3 separate regions of the Sus scrofa genome follow, and all the other regions are linked to region 1. Evidence: chromatin contacts called from public Hi-C data. All regions are on one chromosome and are shown on one strand. The core of a region is the stretch at or near the end of the contact, and the rest is flanking DNA. Distances in the headings are between cores, read along the strand shown. Region 1 holds the start of SF1 (splicing factor 1). Region 2 holds the start of RASGRP2 (RAS guanyl releasing protein 2). Region 3 holds the start of CDC42BPG (serine/threonine-protein kinase MRCK gamma).

The links. A called contact is a pair of places that touch in the nucleus more often than the background predicts.
Region 2: a contact with region 1 is called in a Hi-C map of skeletal muscle, with 4 times the contacts expected there. The contact joins the promoter of RASGRP2 here to the promoter of SF1 in region 1. A contact is called at or near these places in 8 of 47 Hi-C or Micro-C datasets (blood, brain, heart right ventricle and 2 more) and 2 of 2 datasets of contacts at active chromatin or transcription factors (alveolar macrophages and skeletal muscle).
Region 3: a contact with region 1 is called in a Hi-C map of liver, with 3 times the contacts expected there. The contact joins the promoter of CDC42BPG here to the promoter of SF1 in region 1. A contact is called at or near these places in 1 of 5 promoter capture datasets (liver), 4 of 47 Hi-C or Micro-C datasets (embryonic fibroblasts, fetal liver, liver and 1 more) and 1 of 2 datasets of contacts at active chromatin or transcription factors (skeletal muscle).

What each region holds. Positions count from the first base shown.
Region 1 is chr2:7,389,220-7,392,851 of Sscrofa11.1, forward strand. It overlaps SF1 (splicing factor 1), which reads left to right and starts at 2,076. Exons shown (of 15, transcript XM_003122587.5): 1 at 2,076-2,419; 2 at 2,422-2,483; 3 at 2,486-2,648. The coding sequence starts at 2,236.
Region 2 is chr2:7,422,739-7,426,181 of Sscrofa11.1, forward strand. RASGRP2 (RAS guanyl releasing protein 2) reads left to right here and starts at 2,067. Exons shown (of 17, transcript NM_001244158.1): 1 at 2,067-2,183; 2 at 2,831-2,933; 3 at 3,441-3,443. The coding sequence starts at 2,111.
Region 3 is chr2:7,326,714-7,330,571 of Sscrofa11.1, forward strand. CDC42BPG (serine/threonine-protein kinase MRCK gamma) reads left to right here and starts at 1,518. Exons shown (of 38, transcript XM_013994135.2): 1 at 1,518-1,801. The coding sequence starts at 1,642.

The DNA.
Region 1 (3,632 bases), core at 826-3,325:
TATTGTAGATATTAGCTCTTTAGATATGTAGGGAAGGTATATTTTTGGAGTTCCCACTGTGGCTCTGCAGAAAAGAACCCAACTAGTATCCATGAGGATGTGGGTTCGATCCCTGGCCTCACTCAGTGGGTTAAGAACTCAGCATTGCCACCAGTTGTGGTGTCGTCTCAGACGTAGCTTGGATCCCCATTGCTGTGGCTCTGGCATAGGCTGGTAGCTGAAGCTCCAATTTGATCCTTAGATTGGGAACTTCCATATGCAGCGGGCGTGGCTCTAAAAAGCAAATATCTTCCTAAGTGTTATAGTCTGTTGACTTCGATCATTGGGTTACTTTCTTGAGTAATCAAATATCCCTTTTATTTATTTATTCATTTATTTATTTTTGCTTTTTTTAAGGCTGCACCTGTGGCATATGGAAGTTCCCAGGCTAGTGGTCAAATCCGAGCTGCATCTCCACAGCAATGGGGGAATCTGAGCCACATCTGTGACCGTACACCACAGCTCAGGGCATTGCCCAATCCCTAACCAATTAGCAAGGCCAGGGATCTAACTCACATCCATGATACTAGTCAGTTTTCTAAACCTCTGAGCCACAATGCAAACTCCACATCTTTCATGTGAGTTTCTCGTCTTCATAAGTCTTCATAAAGACTCTACCTATAGATGACTAGTAATTTCTTTCTTTCTTTTTTTTTTTTTTTTAGGGCCACACTGCAGCCTATGGAAGTTCCCAGGCTAGGGGTCGAATCAGAGCTACAGCTGCCGGCCTACACCACAGCCACAACAACACAGGAGCGGAGCCGTGTCTGCAACCTACACTACAGCTCATGGCGAGGCCAGATCCTTAACCAACTGAGCAAGGCCAGGGATCGAACCCACATCCTCATGGTTCCTAGTCGGGTTCGTTAACCGCTGAGCCAGGAAGGAAACTCCGACCCTGATAATTTCTATGTCTGTTTTACTATTGAGATTTAGAACTTTTTATACCATTTACTAGCTAAGTCTTTGCCTTGTTGGAGAATCTTTTTCCAGACTTCTCTGTTTCACTAATTTGCCTTTCCCACAACAATACCACATTGTTTCATTATTGTATCTTTTATATGCGTATCCTCTGGAAAAGCAAGCTCCTCTCAACCTCATTTACAAGTTTCCCCACTATTTCCATAGTTATTATTTGATATGACATGATTTAATCAACCCCAATCACGTTGGGAATTCTAATTCCAATGCACTGTATCTGTAAACCAATTTTCGGAATTGACAACTTCATATTGCTTTCTATCTAAGATACCTGTACCTCCATCGGCTCAGATACCATTTTTAATCCCTTAGTAGGACTCTACTTTGTAGCTTTTTTCCCCATTTTTAATTTTTTTCAAAGAAAACAGGAAGTCTCCTTTTACCTGAGTCGTCAACGGATCAAGTTTACGGGCGCGCGCCAGCCCCTCCCCCGTCCCTCGGTTCCGGGTTACCATGGGAATCGAGGATTGACGTCATCTAGGGCTTCCGCGCCGGACCGAAGATCGACAGGGAAGCCAGGGCCTGAAAGGCGGCTCTGACCATCTACGCATGCGCGCTCTTGCTCCACTCCTCCCCGACCTTAAATCTCATTCGGCCTGGGCTTTTCCGGCGCGACCTCTCGCTTAAACCCGGCGAGACTACTCCCCGTGGGAGGGGAGTAGAGAAAGAATCGAAACAGCGACAGCCAATCCCATGACACTACGACGCAATCGTGATTGATTGACTCCATCAATTCCAGCCAATGATAGAGCTGTTGGCCCCACACGTCATAGAATTTGCCCCACCCGATCCCCTCCTTTCTGGACTCCGAGCTCAGTCCGCGCAGTAACAAATGAAGTGCGCGCTGCGACACCTCCCAGCTCGCCAGGCTCGGCCGCCATTTCCTCGCCAGGCCTAACGGTCCGGCCAATCCCAACGCACATCGAGAAGGGCTAAGGCTCCACCAATCGGAGGCCGCAGATTTCGACCCCTTGCCTCGGCCCGGGCCAATCCAGGCTCCGGCCCCGTCGCCCCCGGCCCGCCCCCGCGGCGCCCTCTCTCCTCCCTCTTTGTGCGTCTCGCGCCGCCGCCGCCGCCGCCGCCCGCCCGCCGCGTGAGAGGACGGGATCCGCGCGCTCCGCGGAACGCAGTCAGGTTCCCTCCCCTCGGAAGAGTCACGAAGGAGAAGCCGTCGCCGCCGAAAAGGAGCCGCCGGTGCCGGTCCCCGGGGGCGCCATGGCGACTGGAGCGAACGCCACGCCGCTGGGTAAGCTCGGCCCCCCCGGCCTTCCCCCCATCCCCGGCCCCAAAGGGGGCTTCGAGCCGGGGCCACCGCCTGCCCCCGGGCCTGGGGCGGGGCTGCTGGTGCCCGGGCCGCCGCCGCCCCCGCCTGTGGGCTCGGTGGGGGCCCTGACCGCGGCCTTCCCTTCGCGGCGCTGCCTCCGCCACCGCCGCCGCCGCCGCCGCCGCCCCCCCGCCTCCCCAGCAGCCGCCGCCGCCGCCGCCCTCCCCGGGCTCCTCGTACCCACCGCCGCAGCCGCCCCCTCCGCCGCCGCTCTACCAGCGCGTGTCGCCACCGCAGCCGCCGCCGCCGCCACCCCAGCCGCCGCGTCAGGACCAGCAGCCGGGCCCGGCCGGCGGCGGAGGAGGTGAGTCGGGCCGAGAGAGCGCGAGAGGCGCCGCGCGGATGGGCCCGGCCGGCTGAGGGGCGCGCGGCGGTGGCGACGGCGGCTGCACGCGGCAGGGGCGCGCGCGCGCACGGGGAGGCCCGGGCGGAGGCGCCACGGGGCGCGCGGCCTGGTTCTCGGGCCTCGAGTGCGCACGCGCGGTAGGGGAAGGGGTGGGGGCACGGCGGGAGGAGGTTTGTTGCGCGCAGGCGCAGTGTGGCGGCCGGGCCTTAAGGCCCCCACTAAAATCTGGCGGGAGCTCTCTTGTTCTCCACTCCTAGTGTAGGGGAGTGGTGTGGAGGGGTCGAGTGGGTGGATGGGGTGCTGGGTGTGCATGTCTGGAGGGCTTGGAAGGGTCAACTGATGACGTGGAACATCCTTTTCTGGTTGTAGAAGAGTCGTAAAGGGAGGAAAGTACAGAGAGTAGCTCCTCTGTTTCTACAGTAAGGCAGCGTTTTCATTGCAGAGAATGAAAGAGATTGAAAGTCTTTAGGGGATGGTTGGGTCCGGTTTTTTGGTGTGTGTGGGGGGGTTCATTTTGGGGAAGGAAATTCTCCTTCTTATCTTCCTTTATGTACCTTAAAAGAAGTCTGACCCGCCTTCCTCTCTTGAGGCTTCCCCTTAGGCCTAGCTCCTGAGAAGTGGAACACTTTTGTGAACCAAGTGCTAGGGAGTTCTGCCTGTGGACTAGGGTAGGAGGATTTGGCTACTATTGTGTAGCTTGTTTTTTGTTGACCTTTTGATGTATCCTTTAGACATTAAGTGACCAACTAACTGGCCAGGAAAACTCAACGCTGATCTTAGCTAAACTTAGAAAGAAAGTGATCTTGCTGAAGGAACTTTTTCACTTAGTAACCGTAAGGTTGGTTGTGTTCTGGCTCCCTTCAAAAGGTGACAGGTGGGGAGGTGGAAGTGGGAGGAGCCAGCAGGTCCCAGTGTTGTTTTATGGACTTGTCTGAATATTGA
Region 2 (3,443 bases), core at 817-3,316, 34 kb after region 1:
CCCGGCGCTGGGGCGGGAGGGGCGGGGAGGGAGGGGAGGGGGCGGCCGCGGCGCGGGGGCGGGGCGGCGGGGAGCAGGGCTGCGGCGCGGAAAGCGGGCGGGAGTCGCAGCCGCAGCGAGGTCGGCGGGCGGGAGCGCACAGAGGTGGCGCCAGCCGGGCCGGGTGCGGGCTCCTTGCCGCGGGTCCCAAGTGTGAGTGAGCGAGCGCGGGCGGGGCGCCGGGCAGCGGAGGCCCGGCCCCTAGGGCCCCGGAAGGCCGCGCAGGCGGGCTGGGGGCGGCGGGTGGGTTGGTAGGTGGGGAGTTTGCAGCCCGAGTCGGGGGTAGGAGGGACCTGCAGAGAGAGCCGAAGCTCCCCGGACAACGGCGGGAGGGGTTGGCATCTGCAGCGTACCCAGGTCTTCCTAGCCGCGTCTCAGCGGGACCTTCCCCGGCGGACCCCCCCATTTGACAGATGAGAAAATTGAGGCTGTACAAGGCCAAGTGACTCTCAAGGTCACACAGCGAGGAAGCGGCAGAACCAGGCGGCGATGTCTCTGGGTGGCTCCTAGGAAAAGTCTACCAGAGAACTCCATAGAGGAGCCCCTGGCTTCCCACCCCAGGCCTGGGGGAGTATGTGTAGGGGCGGGGTACCTTCGGTGAGGCACGGCTCTGCCAGCGTCCAGGGGTGAGGACTGTCAGGGAGCTGGGACCGCAGGGCTGGTCCTATACTGCAGATGAAGGGGGCGGGGGCGAAATGGGCGTGTGTGTGCACCCACGGGGTGTGTTCATGTGTGGGAGAGTGTACATGCGTGTAGGTGCACGGTCTTGCGTGTGTGCACACGTGTGTGGATGTCAGTGCTGTCGTGGCTGCAGAGCTCCAGGCTGGCCTGGCTCTAGTGAACAGCAGGTCCGGAAGCCGGCCCCTTCAGCGGGTTTGCATTTTGGGGTTGAGAGCTCGGTATGTGTGCGGGGGTTCCTTCGTGCAGGTGTGCGCGGTTTGAGGGCCATTGTGTGTGTGAGAGAGGATGGGAGGAAATTGTCAGAGGCCGGGCTGTTTGTGAACCTCAGAACTCTGGCACCCCAGTGGGGGGTTCCTGGCCTTGGGTATATGGAATGGGTGTCTGCTCTTGCACGGGTGCGTCTGACTCTGCCAGTGACTGGAGTTGCCGGTGGAGTCTCTCCACCAGGCACACTTCACCCCCCACGGCACTAGCGCCCCCTTCTGGCCACCCTACTCTGCGTGCCCGAGTGTGGACGGCCTGTGTGTGCATTCAGTTCGACTGTGCAGTATGGGAGCCTGGGTCAGGAGTCGGGGCTGAGGATGAAGATGGCCTGCGGAAGGGCTGAGCCGGGATCCTTGGGGCCGTCACGGAGGAGGTGGCTTGGGAGCGCGCGGTTCCCAGGCTCAGGCTTCCCGCTGACGCCTCTGAGCCGCAGCGGGCTCCCCCCCCCACGCCCCCCCTCCCAGGAATGTTCCTTTCCACTCCAGCCCCCCTCCTAAGGGCAGGCCCCTGGGGGCTGCCACAGCCCCGCCTCCCCTTCCTGGGAGCCCGAGAGGGGGCGACGCGGGCAGGACGCCTGGGTTCCTCCCCCCTCTCATCCCAGGGAGAAATTCCTCCGAGGTCCCCTCAGGCTCTGGGTTCCCAAAATAACCCTGCGGGGGAAGGGAAGCTGTGGAGGGAGGGAAGCGGGAGGGGCGCAGAACCGGGCTGCGGGGTGCTGCAGGTGCCTCTGGGGAGAGGACTTGAGGACGAGAGGGCCTACGGGGAGAGGGGGCTGCGACACCACCCAGCCCCCAGAGTCCTGACTCGTCTCCATCCCCGGGGAGTCCCTCAGTCCTCCCGCGACTCCAAGGGTGGGCCGGAAGCTTCTCGGCCGGTTTGTTTCCCAACTGGTGGGTTGCACCATCCCGGACCAGACCGTTTAACCCCGGGAGTGGCCGCGGCGGACGACTCCGCCCCTGCCCAGCAGGGGGCGTGCACGCCCCGCCCCGTTTCTGCCCACGGGGCCGCACGCCCGGCCCGCGCCTCCTCACACTCCCGCTCTGCCTGTCTCCGGACAGGGGTCCGGTCCGAGCCCCGTGGGAGGCTCCCGGAGCGCAAGTTGGCCCAGCCTACCCCGCCGGCGGCCATGGCGGGCACCCTAGACCTGGACAAGGGCTGCACCGTGGAGGAGCTGCTCCGTGGCTGCATCGAAGCTTTCGGTGAGTGGCACCGGAGGACACACCCAGCCTGAGCCCAGCCGGGAGCCTGAACCCGGGCTCCTGCCTCCCAGGGCAGACCTCTGTCCCGGACCCACCCAGTTCCTCGTGCCAAAGCCTCTAGGGAAAGTCTCCTCTTCATCACAGGGCAGAGAGATCCACATGCTGCAGAAAGATGAAATGTGTCCCTTCCTTATTATGCCAGGGTTGAAGGGAGGGACAGGGTCCCCAGACTCTGACACACAGAGGAACAGTATCTGTGTCCCTGGGGGATCCGGAGGAACTGGCTATCTCCGGCCTGGGAGCTGTTTCCGGCTGATGGGGGGCGGTTTATCTGGTGAGGGGGTGCCCCTTTCCCCCAGCACTCAGGAAATGACCTCTGGATTCTTGACCCCGGGGAACCCAGGCTTCTTCCGCCCCAGCTGGTTCCCCTCCGGACTGCGAGCCCCACTCTGACGCTTCTCTCCTTGGATCCTGCCTTATCCCTCTCCCAACTGACCTTGTCTTTATAATCTGCCTCCTGGTTTTGGAGCTTTGGGAAGGCGGGAGATGGCCAGGGCCAGATACCCGGCAGGCTGCGGGCTAGGGTTTAGGGACCACGGCTGCTGGACCAAGGGTCACCTCGCTTCTCTTTGACCCCTCGGAGTTAGATGACTCCGGGAAGGTGCGGGACCCGCAGCTGGTGCGTATGTTCCTCATGATGCACCCCTGGTACATCCCTTCCTCTCAGCTGGCGGCGAAACTGCTCCACATATATCCTTCGCCATCCACGCCAAGGGCCCTGCGGTCCGAGTCCATAAACTAGCTCCGCCCGCCCCGCTGCCCAGTGGGGGTAGAGGATGGGCTTGGGTCCTAGATCGTGGGCCCCTCCCACGTCCTGGGATTGGCCCAGGCTCCCTCGAGGGCATAGGCTCCACCCCTTCCCGCCCCTCAGGACTAAGGCCCCGCCCCCTGCCCCCCAACCTAGGCCTCGCCCTCCCCTTCCCTACAGCCTAGGACCTGTCCCTGCTCCCAGAACCCAGGTCCCGCTCTCAGCCTCTCCCAGAGCCTAGCCCCCTTTCCACCCATGTACCCTCACAAAGCTCGCCTCTGCCTTCAGCCTGTTTCTGGAGCTTGAGCCTCACCGGGCCCCAGACCTCACCCCCAGAGTTTCTCCCAGAATCAGTCGCTGCCCTCAGCCTCCCTCCAGAACCCGGGTCCCATCCCTGGCTCCCTTGCTAGGGTAAGGCCCCATCCTTGTTTTCCTTAACTCTCCTTCACCTA
Region 3 (3,858 bases), core at 268-2,767, 63 kb before region 1:
GGACCCACGAGCCTCACCAGTTGGCCCTTGACTATTGGCCCCTGGAGCCGTGATGGGGTGGGGCGGGGGGTCAGGATGACAGAGAGAGGCAGAGGTCCATCTTCCACCCAGGACCCTTTCCCTACCTCCAGTTCCCTGAGAAACCGGGAACGTGGTCCTGTCCTGAGCACCTGGTCTCTGGCGCCCCCCTGTGGTCATAGAGGGTGGGAACGTTTCTCGTGGGAACTCTGCCCCGCCTCCTTAGGGAGGGCCTAGAACGCTTCAGGTGAGAGCCGGGAGGGTTCCGCACACCACGCCCATCCCTGTCCCCCACTCCCTCCCAGGAGACACAGAGACAATGACAACATCCCCAGATTTAAGTCTGGGTCCTGACTCCCCTTCCCTCCCCTGACTGATTTGGGTGAAGCAGACCACTGCACAGACTTTGGGCTCTGAAGCCACAGGGCAGGTCTTGAGATCAAATGGGAGACCCTCTGGAGGCCCCCTGAGTGCTGCCGGAGATGCTCAGTTCAGCTGCGCAGACACTGACAGAGCACCTCCCCCCTCAACACTAGCAAACGAACCCTGTCTGGACTCAAGAAGGTTCCCAATCTGAGGGCGGAGGCAGCAAGAGATCTTGGAGATCTTTTAGTGGAAGAATGTGTTGTCTAAAGCCACTAAAATGCTCCTTTGATCCCTCCTCTTGGACAGCCCCGCAGCCCCAGGGCCTCTGGTCCAGCCCAGCTGGAGACAGCTGGGCAGAAGTCAGAAATACCACTGGTCAGAGTCAGTCCCTCCCCTCTCCCACCTCCTCCAGCCCAGCCTCGACCTCTCCTTGGCCCTCAAGTTCCAGGCAGGCGCAGGTCCTGCCTGTGGTGGAGTTACCAGCCCAGCTCCACGCCACTCTAGCTGCCGGGCTTCCCTCCACCCAGCCTCCCAATTCGCCTTCGTCCTTCCCCAGCCTCAGCGTGTCCATCTGCCAAATGGATGTGACCATCTCTGCCTCATCTCCCCGTCTCCCAGGTCGTCTGTAACTATGCAAACAAAATGAATGAGAAACAAGCCAATTTTTCGGAGGGAGGTGCTGAGCGGCCGGCATCCCGGGGAGGGAGCGGACTACAACTCCCATCCGGCTCCGGGGCCGCAGGCATCCCCAGCCCCTCTCCCCGCGCTGAGGGAGAGGTAGCCCCTGCCCCAGGGGGCGAGGGAAGCTGCAGTGCCCTGGGCATCCCCCACCTAGGATAAGGGCCAGCGAGGGCCCGGGGAGGGCCGAATCTAGCGCCACGAGAGAACCCCGACTGCCGTCCGGGCCGCGATGGGACGCCCCCCTCCTTGCTCCGCCCCGCCCAGGAGTTACTCTTCGGGGCCCGCCCCCCCACTTCCTGGCCCGGAGTTGGCCCCGCCCCCGCGCGCCTTCACCTCCAGTCGCAGAGCCCATTGGCCGGCGCACACCTGTGCCGTCCGTCGGGGGGCGGGGCGGAGGGCGGGGTGCGGCGCCCAGGTGAGGGCGCGCAGGCGGCAGCAGAGGAAGGTGACAGCGGGGAGGGCGGGAGGGTGGGGGAAGACTCGCCGACCGACCCGCGGACCGACAGACGGACGGACCGACGGGCGGGCATGCGGGCGGCCCGACTTTAGCCCGGGCTCGGGGCTCCGGCCGCAGCCATGGAGCGGCGGCTGCGCGCGCTGGAGCGGCTGGCGCGGGGCGAGGCCGGCGGCGGCCCGGGGCTCGACGGCCTCCTGGATCTGCTGCTGGGGCTGCACCACGAGCTCAGCAGCGCCCCCCTGCGGCGGGAGCGCAACGTGGCGCAGTTCCTGAACTGGGGTGAGTGGCCCCGGCGGGACGGTGCGGGGGGTGGCCCCAGGGATACCGCTCCAGAGCCTCTCCCTCTGCGCCCCACGCCCACAGACCCTCCCGCGGGAAGCCGCACCCCCACAGGTTCCCTCCGCCCCCAACCCCCGCCCCCGCTGCCCCTGGCGGATGACGTGCACTAGCCCTGATAGGTGCCCCCAGACCTCCCGGTCACCTGCTTACTTTATCCTACTCGGATTCATACACACACTTGTACCCACTCCTAGAACCCGGCACATGTGCACAACACATCTCACAGACAACCAGAACCTTGGTAAAGACCCCAGACACAGGTACACAAAACACACTCCGCCCAAAGTCACGGCCAGGATTCCCTGCTCACATGTCACATCTTATGACCCACAAGAACACACTGTCACACGCAGACCCCTGGGACCTACTGACACACATGCTTTCTCAGGCTCCCACCTTACACATGGACACGCTGAGACACTTCCCTGGAGAGACCCAGGGAAGACACTTTCCTGCCGACCACCCACCCCGCTGGCTCTGTTACACACTTGTCTGTTACGCACTATCCACTCACTATCCATAGATAGTGCACACTTGCACACATCCCCAACACACATACCCCTTCCATTTCCCTGCACACAAGACCCCCCCGAGACTGGACGCAGGAACCAACCTCAGACCTTTTGTGTGCAAGTGACTGGCCGGGCTTCCTGAGGGCTGTTTCCTGGGCTGGAGCAGGGGCCCTGGCTGGAGGTGGGTCTGCACCTCTTCCTGGGGTTGAATCATCTGAGTCACCAGGAGTGGCTGGCCCCGCGTGACCCTGTACCCAACATGGGCACTGGTGCCAGCCCTGGGCTCTGGTCACACCCAGACAGGCCATGGAGGGAGGGCATGGGGGCCTGACCTGGAGGGTGGGGTGGGTGAGTGTTTGCCCAGTGGGCGACTAGCATTCCTGAAAGCAGGCACCAGGCCCGGGCTGGCATGGCTGGGGGCCAGAGAGTTGGGCCCCAGCCATTTCCCCTAGGATGAGGGCAGCCAGAGGACCCCTGCCTCTGCTGTCTGCCAGTCTGCCTGAAAGTCCTGCACCGTGTGTGTGTGTGTGTGTGTGTGTGTGTGTGTGTGTCTGACTGTGTTGTCATCACTCCCGTGATGCCCACGCACACGTGTGCTCCTCCCTCCCTGCCTCTGGCACCTCTGCCTTGGACCCCAGCGTGGGGGCCTGTCTGTTGACATCTCCTGAGGTAACTCTCAGGGCGGTGACTCACTCTGCTCCTGCCCCAACTTGTCCCTGTGTCCCTGCTCCTGCCCAGAGCCCCCCATCCCTATGGCAAGGCGAGGGGACTGGGCAGCCTGTCCTGGGGGCCCGGGGGCTCTCCCGGCTGTGGGCCCCAGGCTTTGGCCCCTGTCTGGTGGATGGGCAGCTGCCCTGGCTTCGAGTCCCCCCCGGAGGCCCGTGATGCGGCTCCGCAGCCACACACACGGACCCGGGAAGGAGACAATTAATGTCTGTAATGAGGTTCCCACACCACCCCTGCTGTGGGGGTTCTGCCTGATAAACCTGTGGAGCAGCTCTCCGTCCCACCCACAGGCCTGCCCAGCTGGCAGGGAGCGGGCCCGCCGGCAGGGGGAAACTGAGGCAGGAAGCCGCACGGCAGCTGCCCCCAGCCCCTGCTGCTCACCCTGGCCCCCCTTGGTCTCCAGGCCCCGGTCCCCTCCCACAGGCCTGTGGCTCCTCCAGGCGGGAGATGTCCCTCCTGGGAGCACCTGAGAAGGGAGGTGCTTGGCCAGGGGCAGGCCGCGTCCAGAAAGGGAGGCAGGGCTCAGAGTCGCAGGGCTGGTCGGGCCTGGAGGAGCTCCTGGGCGCTCACACCCTCAGGCGCCAGCGTCGGGCACCAGGGAAAGGGTTCTTGGCCCTGCTTTTGAGTCTTGTGAGGACCCAGGCAGACGTCTCTGTGCCTCGTGGGAGGCCCCACGAGGGGGACACAGAGCCTGTCCACCCAGAGCCCCGCAGGACCATGTCCTACCTGTCCTCCGGGGCCGCCCCAGGCCTCCCTCCA